Linked DNA regions of Zea mays: region 1 is linked to region 2. A link is a contact called in public Hi-C data. All regions are on one chromosome and are shown on one strand. Each heading gives the region's core, a stretch centred on a gene start, on an enhancer-like site or on the middle of the called end of the contact. The rest is flanking DNA. Distances are from core to core; before and after follow the strand shown.

What was found. Hi-C and Micro-C count contacts between places; a contact is called where the count stands out from the background.
Region 1: a Hi-C map of ear shows a contact between it and region 2, with 2.9 times the contacts expected there. The contact joins the promoter of LOC100191327 here to the promoter of LOC100283011 in region 2. A contact is called at or near these places in 1 of 25 Hi-C or Micro-C datasets (ear) and 1 of 3 datasets of contacts at active chromatin or transcription factors (leaf).

Annotation. Positions count from the first base shown.
Region 1 is chr8:77,859,932-77,866,367 of Zm-B73-REFERENCE-NAM-5.0, forward strand. LOC100191327 reads right to left here and starts at 4,397. Exons shown (of 1, transcript NM_001136761.1): 1 at 3,207-4,397. The coding sequence starts at 4,271. The coding sequence ends at 3,477. It overlaps LOC100279239, which reads right to left. Exons shown (of 9, transcript NM_001152260.2): 9 at 6,209-6,436.
Region 2 is chr8:77,672,257-77,678,984 of Zm-B73-REFERENCE-NAM-5.0, forward strand. LOC100283011 reads left to right here and starts at 2,838. Exons shown (of 4, transcript NM_001155913.2): 1 at 2,838-3,399; 2 at 3,501-3,621; 3 at 3,719-3,964; 4 at 4,054-4,736. The coding sequence starts at 3,058. The coding sequence ends at 4,685.

The DNA.
Region 1 (6,436 bases), core at 3,147-5,646, 190 kb after region 2:
CACAAAGAAAGGTGGGATCGGCAGAGCCAACCCGCTGGGGAGTTTGGAAACAAAGAACACAAACTCTTCGGCGGAAAGGTCGCCGAGAGGAGAGACCCCAACACAAGTCCTCCCGGCAAATACCGGCGCATTCCATCCAAGCAGGCGGTATACCATTTCGAGCACTCACTCAGTCTGGGCGCGCTCGGGATGAAGTCACAAGGCCATGGCAAACTACGGCAACGCAAAGCAGAAACCTTGAAGGCAAAGGGGCATAGAGAGCTCGAAGATGAAAGGGCGCCGCGAGTGGGAGAGAAGCAAGACATGGCTGCTATCTGAGGGGTGAACCCATTTTTAAAGGCAAATTTCCCCGCTCGTGCCCCGAAGCGTCACAGGCAAGGTCTCCCCCGATGCGCACCAGGGTCCCCATCCTATGACATGGGGGCCAGGCCTCACATGTCATACAAGCTGGCCCAAAGCACGAAGAAGGCAAATCGTCGCACAGGGAGCGTGCAACCGCCCTGCGGTTATACGCCCTTCCATCTTCGCCGCAACCAGCGGTCAAGGAGGCGAACCGCCGCATAAGGAGCATGCAACCGCCCCGCGGTTGCGCGCCCCCTCGGCTTCGCTGCAACCGGTGGTCCAACCTCTGGCATGGGACCCAGGCCCACATGTCATACACCCGGCGCGCCGGTTTCTGGGTGCAGAAAAGTCGCACCGCCACTCGCGCCAATACCGTGCCTCCTCGAGGCCGTCGCAGAAGACTGAGAAGATAAATTTTCAAAACCAATGCAGCGACTCGAGGCACCCCGCGCATGGCCCAACAAATACATTAAGTGCGGAGGTCACGGGCCAGTCAGCCGCGGGGGCAGGCGTGGCAGTCAGCGTGACCATGGGCGGGCCGGCAGTAACTGCATCAACGAGCGCGCAGGAGCAGCGAGCCAATCGCCAGTCAAACTTTGGCCTCACCTGCAGGCTCGCATGCTCCCCCGAGGCGGGCCCGGGGGCCACTGTCGGTACCCTGAATCAGGGGTACCCCATACTATGGTATGAAGGCGCGGTGCCCATACGGTGTTCCCTAGCCACACGGTGAACAGCGCTCGACCCCACCACGTGGACCGCTCAAGAGGCACCATGTGGCGAGGAAAGATGATACATCCCAGGATGTATCAGTTGAACCGGACCTCCGCGAGGGAGCACCGGACCCCTGTACGCACAACCCGGACCCCCGATTACGGCCCGGGACTCCCAAGTAAGCATGTCGGGTCCCTTGGATGGGGTCCAGATCCATCCAAGTAAGGTCCGGGCTGCAACGAGGTCCCGGGACAGGGGAAACTCTGGCGTGAGCAAGGGTCCGGTACTGCCACGCGTCCGGACCTTACCCTGCGTGCATGCGCTCCCCGCTCAGGCAAAGACCCGATGCGGCCACGTGGCTTGTAGACTGTGACATAAGCCAGCGGGCGGAGCCTGACGTAAGGCCTCTAGGTCACGCGGTCTCTGCATTTATTGCGGAAAGGACGCGCCGCCTGTCCACCCTGCTGACAGGCGATGTGCCCTCACAGCATTTAATGCGTCCTGTCCATTCCACTGGCAGGCGATGCCAGGGCCATCCTGCAGACGGCGCACCTGTCTAGTCCGTTGTCGAACAGTACGCCCGTGCTGCGCAGCGCACTGTGCTCATCATCCCTTGTACGAGAAGCTTCCCCTGCACGCCGATACTACGCAAATCTCGGATGTCAGGGCACAAGAAGATTGCTCCAGCAACAAACATTAGTAGCTCAAGTACTACCTCTGTTATGTTCCTGGGCCCACATGTCGGGGCTCAGCACTCTTGTACATGCCGCCCTTAGCTATAAAAGGGGAGGCATGCAACGTTACAAGGGGACGGCTCAAGCTCCCTTAGACCAAACTTAGACAGAGACTCTCAATTCTCAAGCTTCAACAGCAATCCAACACACAGTGGAGTAGGGCGTTACGCTCCAGCGGCCCGAACCACTCTAAATCCTCGCGTGTCCATGTGCTTGATGTTCACTTAGCAGTACAGGCAAAACGCTTAAGCCCCTTCCTCATCTTAGGATTTAGGGTGGGTGCACTCCGCCACCCGGCCGGAGAATTCTCTCTCCGACAACTACCTTACCCGAAAGGGGCAAGGGCGGTAGAGGAGTTGCGGTATAGGGAGGTTCTCGGGTCTATCATGCTACGATGGCTTTTCGGACGAGGGATTCCTATATCGCCCTTCTCAGAACCGTAGCGCGTTTTCTGAAGCTAGTGGAACTTTGTAAAGGCCTCGTAGTGCTACCCTGCTTCGTCTCCTCGGTAGAGATGTATGAGATTCATGATCCCGTGGCAAATAGGTAACACGACTTGTGGGTAAAGATGTGTAACCTCTGCAGTGTAAAACTGGTATATCAGTCATGCTCACGGTCATGAACGGCTCGAACATTCACATGATTAAATTATGGAATTAAACTTAATTTATCATATGCATTGCATCATGGGTGTTATTATTAATTTATTTACATGTGATCTCTTATTTATTTGGGTTGGTATCTCCTTATACTTAGTAATTGCTAATAAAATTTTGACCAACTTTAAAAGCAATGCTCAGCTTTAACCATTTCCTTTGATAAGCCTTACACTTCACATGAGCCCCACTGTGAGATCATGCATATTATTTCCACAACTTGTTGAGCGATGAACGTATGTGAGCTCACTGCTCACACTTGCTGTACTCACATCCCCTAGGTCAGGAACAGGTACCACAGGATAAGGAGCATTAAGGATGTCGCGATTCGTTCATGAGAGGTCTAGATCGTTGTCTCCCAGTCAACTATGGCTGTTGGATCGTCGTCTTCGTATAATGTAATTATATAGCTATTTTGTACATAACTCTTATTATATAGTAAAGATGTGACATTCGTTTCTGTATCATGAGTCCATATATGTAAAACTTGATCTTAGCACACATTTGATTCGTGCTCGGGTTTAGCCCAGCACGGGTTTAGCCCTTAAATCAGGATGTGACACTTCTGCTAAGCTATACTGAGAAACCTATACTGAGAAACGACCTCAATCCGACCTACGGATTGAGGGGGCTAGAATCTCTTACTATTTAATTTTAATATTCAATTTTAAATAGTAAGGGATTCTAACCCTAAATTTGTTCAGTTAGAGATAGATTAAGAAAGATTAGGGTAGATTAAACCCATTCTAGTCAAATTTGAATATAAAGAAATTTAATCCTTCCAACCCTCTTCAATCCATCTCTTAATTCTCTCATTCCTTTTCCTTCCAAAGGAGCCGCAAGGGACTCGGACATAGGAAATGGAATGCGATAAGCTCCAGCAGCTAATGGGCCCTACAATCCGGGGCTTCGGGCCTCCATTGAGCCCAAGCAACGGCCCAAAAGGGTGGCGCTGAAACAATTTATTTATCTACCCTTTTCCCCTCATTTTACGGCACGGGAAATGATGGGTGGCGCCTGGCGCGGGCGATGATCACCGGAGCTCGGTGGGCAGCGCCCGTCTCCTGGCGGCCTCCTCCCAGTTGAGCGGCACGCGGCCCTCGCGGTCGCGGCTGAGCCACTCCTGCGCGCCGCCGCGGAGCTTCTCCAGCCGCAGCGCGTCGCTCTGGTGCATGGCGAACACCTTCAGCACGTTGAGCAGCGCTGCCGCCAGCCACAGCACGCTCCCGACCAGGCACAGCCACGCCGGCTCGCCGCCGCTGCGGGGGCGGTTCAGCGCCGCGGCGACCAGGAACAGAAGGCTCCCCAGCAGCTGAGGCACCTGCACGCCCGACTGCAGCAGCTGCGCGCGGCCGTCGGCGCGCTCGTACACCTGGCAGGAGTTGAGCACGGAGCCCAGCACCCACAGCAGCGCCGCGACGAGCAGCATGGTCGCCGCGTGCCGCTGCTGGGACTGGGAGTGGGAGTGGGGGGAGGCCAGCAGCGCCAGGCCGGCGGCGGCGAGCGCGCACCCGGCTGCGTGCACGGCCGGCACGAGGAACTCCACGAGCCCGAGCTGGGCATCGTACCTCGCCAGTCCCACGCGGCAGTCGACGCCAGCCAGGTGCGCGGCGAGGTCGTGTGCGTTGACGGCCGCCACGGCCGCCAGCGCCACGGCGCCTACGGCGAGCCCCAGCCTGGCCGCGGACACGGACATGGACAGCGCCGCCGCCAGGACCAGGAGCAGCGCCGCGAACACGTATGTCCCCGCGTTGATGTACTCCCACCGCCTCGCCGCCAGCGCCGGCCCGTACAGCCGCGCCTCCCTGGCCGTCGCCAGCTTCACCATGGCAGGCCGCCGGACCCCGGATCGATCGATCGCGCGGTGGGCAAAGGCGCTTCTTTTCCCTTTCTTTCTCTCTCTGGCGCTCCGGAACCGGAACGAAGCTAGGAAGCAGTTTCGCGATCGGTGTGTAAGTGTGTTAATGCGGCGCGGCTTGGAGTTGGAGGGAGGCGGCCAGGTGGTGCAGGTGCTCTCGCGTACGTGGCACCGTGCCGTGAGGTCTGCGCCCTGACGACATGCAACAAGCTTGGCACTTTGTGTTGCCAGACGAGCATGTTTGAAGGCACACGCGGACGTGGGCAGTTACATCTGGCAAGCATGCCGTTTGTGCGTCCTTGGCTCGTTGCTAACAAACGGATCAGCATTTGAGGAAGAAAAAAATGGTATCAAGGCCAACAAAAATCATCATTCAAAGCACTACTTATTACTTGCTAAAAAACGTTCTCTATATATTTTCGCTTGAATTAAAGTCAGATGTTCATACTGTTGCAGATATAATCTATAGAGATTTTCTAAATTAATAATTTAGTTAGTTAACATAAAAACTTTTCTCCAGCAGTTCTCTCAATAAATTTTTTAACTTTAACAACTTCTTATCTAAACACATTTACTCTCTACATTTAACAACTTCCTAAACAAAAATGTTGACTGCATTATGTAGGTAATGAAGTTAATTGTTGAAATTTGTGACTTATTCTTTTTTTATTTGGATAGATACAAAACAAAACTACAACATATATTTAAAGAATTATAGAAGAATTCACATTATTTACTCCTAAAGTTATTTAGCAACTTCTTAAATCTATGATTAGAGAGCTAAAATTTACATAACTATTGAACTTGCTAGAAGAGCAACTCTAAGAGCCTCTTTATATTTTTCGTAATCTATATAAATAGACTTTTGTAAAAAAAATACACTCAAACAACTTATCTAAATGGTTATCTATTTCGTGTTTCTCGCTAGCTAAATATAGAAAACGTGAATCTTTCTAAGATATAGAAAGGCTGTTAAAAATTGAAAAGATATAGAAAATGATTTTTATATAAATGACTCTAAATAATAATTTAGAGAGTAAAATTTAAAAAAATAACACACTTGGAGATGCTATCTGTAGTCATCCGCAGACTCTATCTGTAGCTATTGGACGTTTTTTCCCACCCAAGCTTCTATTTCTATCAAACCGTGAAGATATAAAGAGGCTCTAAATTGTTTTAGCTTTTTAATTTACATAGAGTTTATTATGCATCTAGACGTATATTATGTCAAGGTATATAATATTATGTCTAGACGTATACTACCTCGGCTCATAAATACATGACACAATTTATTTATTTTTTTAAACTTTGACTACTCGTATTATTTAAAATACTTATTTAAATATATAAAATATTAAGTCAAACGCAAACTACATGATAAAACATATAATAAATAAATAAATTATAAATTATTATTTTTTAATAAAACTATTGATTAAATTTTTTTTAAAGTCAACAGTGTCATATATTTATGAATGGAGGGGAGTATTTTTCTATTTAGAAACTGCTGACCTGACAAACCGGTGGCAAAGGCGCTCTACAGTTAGCTACTGAGAACGCATAGGTGCACCGTGAACTGATGCCCACGTTCCATTCATGTCTGTGGGTGCCCATCGATCCCTACTCATGAAATCAGTAGGTTAGTGAACCATGTGCCCACTATTACTCCAACGCTGTAGCCTGCAACTCAGCATCCTCTCCAGCTGCAGACCTTGGCCACACTGCAAAGCCCTCTGCCTTGAGAGAGGCTTTTGGGCAGTGAGCACCACCACATTTTCACTGGCCATTCGTCCTTGGCTGACGGCCGTGCAAGGACAATGATCTGTATATAACAGAAACATACAGTGCAGCGGAGGTGTTTGCAAGGAGATCGGTCCGGGAACATCTCAAAGTGCACCCATCCCCCTGCGCCTCACAGAATTAGCTCTCATTGATACAACAGGCAACAGCAACTACAAGTCTACAACAATGCCGTATAGGACGATGAACCCACGATAAACATGCAAATGGGCAAGCACTGCCCGCCGGTAACCCCACTGACCGGAGACCAAAATTAGTGGCATAAATATAGACAAGACAGGCGACGAACATGAACCAGCTCCTTCCTCAAGTACCAGCCGCGGGGGGCACCATGG
Region 2 (6,728 bases), core at 1,588-4,087:
CCAAGGTCGGGCGAGGCAGAGACTTCTCCTGAGGCCGAGGTCTGGGGTCGAGCGAGGACGTGACTCCTCCCGAGGCTGAGGCTTAGGCCGAGGCCTGGGGTCGGGCGAGGCGGAGCTCCCTGTTGCGCCCGAGGCTGAACTCGGGGGATGTCGAGACCTGCTGTCGTCTGTCTTACCCTGGTGGTTGGCACAGTAGTCAGAATGGGGTGAATAGCGCTGTTTTCCTGTCAGAACGGTTAGTAAAGGGGCAAAGTGACTGCGGTCACTTCGACCTTGCGCGTGTCAGGATAAGGTGTGAGGCGATCCCCGCATTAAATGCGCATGCGATACGGTCGGTTGGTAAGGCGATTCGGCCGAGGTCGCTGTACGACAAAGTTCGCCCGAGTTTAGCCTTGGGTGAGACGGGGGTGCGTCTGCTGACTGAGGGGACCCTCGAGTGAGGCGTGAATCCGTCCGGGACTACTGTTCCCGCTCGAGGCCGGGCTCGGATGGGGTCGCGTCCCTTGGTAGATGAGGCCTCGACTTGAACCGCGCTTTATCAGTCGTGTATGGCTTGTTCTGAAGATGTTTTCCAGCCAGGTTAAGGAGCATTGGGGGTACCCCTAATTACCGTACACGACAAATAGTATCTATATTATGAACGTAATATCAATCAAAAAATTTATGAATTATTTAGTATGTATTATGTTCAATAACTGTTGCAATAGTAATAAAATTAGTTGTCGTTGTCACCAACCCGTGTTCTTCTGTCTTTGGTTTTCTTTTCGCTTCTATTCTTCACCACAGTTGTTTGTTTGATAGTTGCATCTTCAACAATGTTTTTTTTTTGCTTTGGCAGATTTGGTGAAGGAGAAATAACATGTCTGTGTGGTGATTGCCGCTGAGGAGGAGTTGGTTTCTCATCAAATCTGACATGCCGATTCTTCTTGAGGGCAGGCATGAAATCATCATCATTATCTATGTTTCCACTTACATCAGATTCTTTTTTTCCACGTCCTGCAAACCGCTTTGTATTACGCCTAACATAAAGTTGCTTCATTTGCTTTGGGGAATCAACATCTGGAGCAATCGACTGCCTCGAGTTGTTGGCATTATTCCCAGTGCGGGGGATCTCAACAGTACTTTTTGACTTGATTCGATTGTTATTTTCTTTGGGTCGGAAGGAGGATGGTCAACAGATTTCATTCTGAATCTAACTTCTGCACAATGCTAAATCTGCATAAATGATATATACAATATTTGAGATATATTGCACCTTTAAAACAACTATTAGGAAACAACCAACAAAAGTTATATATAAAAACCCGACAGTGTATGAATTGTATTGATACATTCATTAACTATTCCAAATGCATTGAATTGAATATAACTACATCCACATGTTAGCATATAATACGAGGGCATCAAAACTAATGTTCATCTCTGCAAATAATTATTGTCATAACTATGTACGTAATCAACATAAGAGCAAACATATTTGTCATAACTATATAAAAATTAAGAGATGAATGTTAATTAGCATAAGTGCAAACGTCATCCAACTGCCTACGTGTATAATACATTTATGCATTACTAATATGAGTCTATGTAAATTAATTAGTATCATAAATGTGAACGTAATCCGCATAAATACTGCAAGATTTTGCCAAAACAATCTAAATGTGTACCGTTATGTATGTTTGATTCCAATTAATTAAAAACAAAATATGCATAATAATGTCACACCGAAAATAATTTAGGGTTCCGCTATCAGTTATTTGGGGTTTAATATTATGAGTACCATACAAAATATTTTAACGGAATTTCAGATTGCAATCTATATCGTAGATAGATCGATTGCAACAATAACAAATGTAAAAACTCGTAACTGAGTACGCCTTCAAATCCGACGAGCAGACTAGGTCACTGAAAGATGCTATATGAAAATGGCGGATTGCACGAGTTCGTTTGCAACGTCAGTAAACATCTTTGAAAACCCCTAATGCGAATAAACTGTGAAATGGATCGGGTTTAGATACTATGAAAGTGGAAATATGCGAGCCACGACACCAGCCGGTTATTAACACTAGCGAACGAATATCGAGTATGTCGTCACCGAGTGAGTGGTTTTAGACCCGTGCCTAATGCTGATTTGATTTGAGGAGGTGCACATATGAAAATTGGTATGAAATTTTCAGGGACAAATTATAAAGTGGGTCTGTAGAGGTACATGCAGCAGCACGACGGGTTCGGTACCCGATGCAGTTGGATCACGTCTGTATTTATTTTTGGTTGTACCATCACTGCACGTCTGCACTTGCACTGTAGTAAATGCTAAGGGCATGTACAGTGGGTGTTTTAAGTTGTGTCTTACAGTGTTTAGGGGGGTGAATGTAAAAAAACTCAAGACACGTATCTTGACGAAGACACAGTGTCTTAGCTCTATGTTCGAGACAGGAGACTATCTGATTGGTCACTTTAATTTATTGAATACTCTGATTGGTACAATGAATATCGTAAAATACATGTTTTAGACATGACCACTGTATTCTGTTGTGTTTTAGTTGTATTTTTTACTTGGAGTACCGTGCAGCAGTATCTGGGTTGTACATGCCCTAACGCATACTCCGTCCGACCCATCCCATACTACACATTTTTTTAAATTATATATAGGGTTGAATTGAAAAAGAAAAAAAAAGCTAGTTAGAGGAGAAGCTATATTGGCCGTAACGTGAGACATACAGGACTGGGAGTCTGGAAGTAGGAGTGGACAGTGACGGGTGACGACTGTGCCTCTGAATGGATCCTATCCTACACAAGTCATGGGGGCCGCCGCCAGCTCACACACACTGCCGACGCTGCCGTGCCACTGCCATCCTCGAGCACAAGGGACCGACCAGACCCGATCCACAGCTCATCACACACACACACAGTGGCGAGCTCGTCAATTGCAGGCAAGACAGCAAGCGCATTTACACAGCACGCTGAAAGCCGGGACGCAGAGCAGCTTTTGCGCCTTGTCCCCTCCTGCTCGTCGCTTCCCTCACTCTCACAGCCACGCCACGCCACGAGAGAAGAATGCCGCCGACGCTGGGCCTGCTCCTCGCGGCGGCGGCGGCGGTCCTGCTGCTGCTGCTGCCGCCGCCACCATCGGCGGGGGCGCAGGAGACGTGCTGGTCGGGGCCGGCGCCGCGGCGCGGGGCGTGGATGTCCGTGGCCAGCTTCGGGGCGCGCGGGGACGGGCAGACGCTCAACACGGGCGCGTTCGCGCGCGCCGTGGCGCGCATCGCGCGTCGCCGGGGCGCGCGGGGCGGCACGCTGCTGTACGTGCCGCCCGGGGTGTGGCTCACGGGCCCCTTCAACCTCACCTCCCACATGACGCTCTTCCTCGCCCGCGGCGCCATCGTCCGCGCCACCCAGGTACCGGCTACCGTACGGGCAATTGCCCATCGCCCTTCGTGGTTCTTGGTCGCCGCCACTGCCAGCCATGCCTTGCTACCATCGAACTAATAAGTGAGCAGGACACGTCGAGCTGGCCGCTCATCGACCCGCTGCCGTCGTACGGGAGAGGGCGCGAGCTGCCTGGCGGGAGATACATGAGCTTGATCCACGGCCACGGTCTGCAGGACGTCTTCATCACAGGTTCTTTCTTACACTGCCAGCCAGACAGCCACCCACTGAGCCACTCCTCCATCGATCTGCTCAAAGCTCCGCATTCTGTTCTGGTCTGCGGCGTCAGGTGAGAACGGCACCATCGACGGCCAAGGCGGCGTGTGGTGGGACATGTGGAAGAAGCGCACGCTGCCCTTCACGAGGCCGCACCTGCTGGAGCTCATGTACTCCACCGACGTCGTCGTCTCCAACCTCGTCTTCCAGGACTCGCCGTTCTGGAACATCCACCCGGTTTACTGCAGCAACGTAGTGATAGCAAACCTGACTGTGTTGGCGCCGCACGACTCCCCCAACACCGACGGGATCGATCTAGGTAAGGTAAGGTAAATAAATACAATACCACCTGAGCTGAGCATTCCTTCCTGCTCTGCTGTGCTGACAAACAACATCTCCGCCCTGCAGATTCAAGCAGCAACGTGTGCGTCGAGGACTGCTACATCTCCGCCGGCGACGACCTGATCTCCATCAAGAGCGGGTGGGACGAGTACGGCGTGGCCTTCGGCCGCCCAAGCTCCGGCATCACGGTCCGGAGGATAACCGGGTCGGGCCCGTTCGCCGGCTTCGCGGTCGGGAGCGAGACCTCGGGCGGCGTGGAGGACGTCGTGGCCGAGCACCTGAGCTTCTCCGGCGTGGGCGTCGGGGTTCACGTGAAGACAAACTCGGGCAGGGGCGGCTTCATCCGGAACGTCACCGTCTCCCAGGTGACCCTGGACGGCGCCCGCTACGGCCTGAGGATCGCCGGCGACGTTGGGGGCCACCCCGGCGCGTCCTACAACGCGAGCCTGCTCCCCGTCATCGACGGCGTGGCGGTCAGGAACGTCTGGGGCCGGAACGTCCGGCAGGCCGGGCTCATACGGGGCATCAGGGACTCGGTCTTCAGTAACATTTGCCTCTCCAACGTGAAGCTCTATGGCATTGGCAGCGACTCCATCGGGCCGTGGAGATGCCGAGCCGTCAGTGGCAGCGCACTCGACGTGCAACCGTCGCCATGTGCGGAGCTGGCTAGTACGTCCGGGACAGGTTTCTGTACCTGAATCAGTTTTTCCGCCTCCTATAGCAGCAATAAAGACGTCAGCATTTCTCCATTTTGTTCATCACCTACAGGGCCCTTTGTTTCTTTGGCAAACTCTTCTGCGATTCAGCTGTCACTGTTGAATTCTGCTGTTGGCAGAGGATAATCTATTTTTACCAGCAGCCATTGCAAGAGAATTATTTTTACGTCCGTGAAATGGTGAGACCGATCAGCATTGCACATCCTGGTGTTGGTGTAACCAGATCCCCCACTGCCGTGTGGGCGCGGGACACTGCCGGCCCCACACGCAGTGACCGGCACTCACGGGTACCATGGACTTGTTTGGAAGCAAAGAGAATAAAAAAGATGAGTTGTATAGTGTTTAATGTTCCAGAAGAAGAGAAAGAGAAGCTTCTTGTAACACCCAAAGTCTTATTTTGGAAGACTAGTAAAATTCTCCCAATATTTTTAAGTTAAAATATATTTTTCATCATAATTATCTTACCTTTAAAACTATTCATTCTAAAACAATGTTTTCTAATTAAAAAGAAAGGTTAATAAAGGAAGGATTTCAGTAATAATTTGTTCCTTTGACAAATCATATATTTCTAGAGTTTTCTCTTAGGCCCCGTTTGTTTCGTTGGAATTGAATTTCATTTTAATAATTATAATTTAGACAAAACTAATTAAGTTTATATATTTATATGTGTAATATATTTGTATATTATCCTAAATCATATGAAGAGATAGTTATATACTACATTTATGTTATAGTGAAGCAAGTAGAAGAGTATGCTATAAGTTGTATATCAGAAAAATAATATGTAAATCTATAGAATCAATTTTCATCTCTCACCCCATGAATTTGAGATAGGCTTATATGATAACTTTGGAAAGTGGTGGAATGTCACATTCTAAAAAATAGTCTATTCTATTAGTAAAATTTCAATTCCTCAAAATGAAAGGAAACAAACAGGACCTTAAGGATTTTTATAAACTAGAACTATATTTCTCAAAATACATATTTTGTGTGTACATTTAAAAGCATACGCATAAATAAATGAGATGGGAAATAAATAATATAAAATTTTATTTTGCATGATGAAGTGTTATTATGATTGTGCATATGAATATGAATCATGAACCCATATTCAAATTTGAATTCAAAATAACTGAAATGGAATAGTGCAAATAAAAACAGAAAAAGAATAAAGAAAAAGAAATGAGAAGATTGCTCTCGGGCCCGAACCTCCCCTCGGCCCAACTCAAAGCATCTGCGCGACCCATTCCCCATCTCTTTCTCTCCCTCAACATGTCAGCCCAAGTCTCCTCTAGGGCGGCCCACGCACCGCATCACTGCCAGCGGGGATCGCATGCCAGCCACACACCTCCTTCACAGACTACCGCCTGATGCGATGACATATGGGGCTGCGTTGTCAGCTCGTCCTTCCACCTTGTAATAGAACCGCCCCCGTAGCTCGCACGCACTATAAATGGACTCCGCGTGGGGTGTGAAAGGATCACGATGCCCAAGAAGGGGGTGAATTGGGCTTTTCTAAAATTCAACAATAATTAAACCTTAAGCAAGAGCCCAACTTCACCCAACAACTAGTAATAAGGAAATACTACTAGAAATACAACAATGCTAAGACAATATTTCAAATACTTGCTAAACAAATACACAATGTAAAATGCTTGAATTAAGTGTGGAATGTAAAGCAAGGTTTAGAAGACTCCTCCAATTTTTCCCGAGGTATCGAAGAATCGGCACTCTCCCCTAGTCCTCGTTGGAGCACCCGCGCAAGGGTATCACTCCCCCTTGGTCCTCGCAAGAACCAATTGCTCACTATGAGATGATCCTTTGCCACTCTGGCACGGTGGATCCCTCACGACCGCTTACAATCTTGAGCCGGGTCACCAACAAGATCTCCAAGGTGATCACCGAGCTCCCAACGCCACCAAGCCGTCTAGGTGATGCCGATCACCAAGAGTAACAAGCCGAAGACTTTCACTTGACCAAGAGAAGCCTAATGCATGCGATGTGCTCTAGATGGCTCTCGCTAGC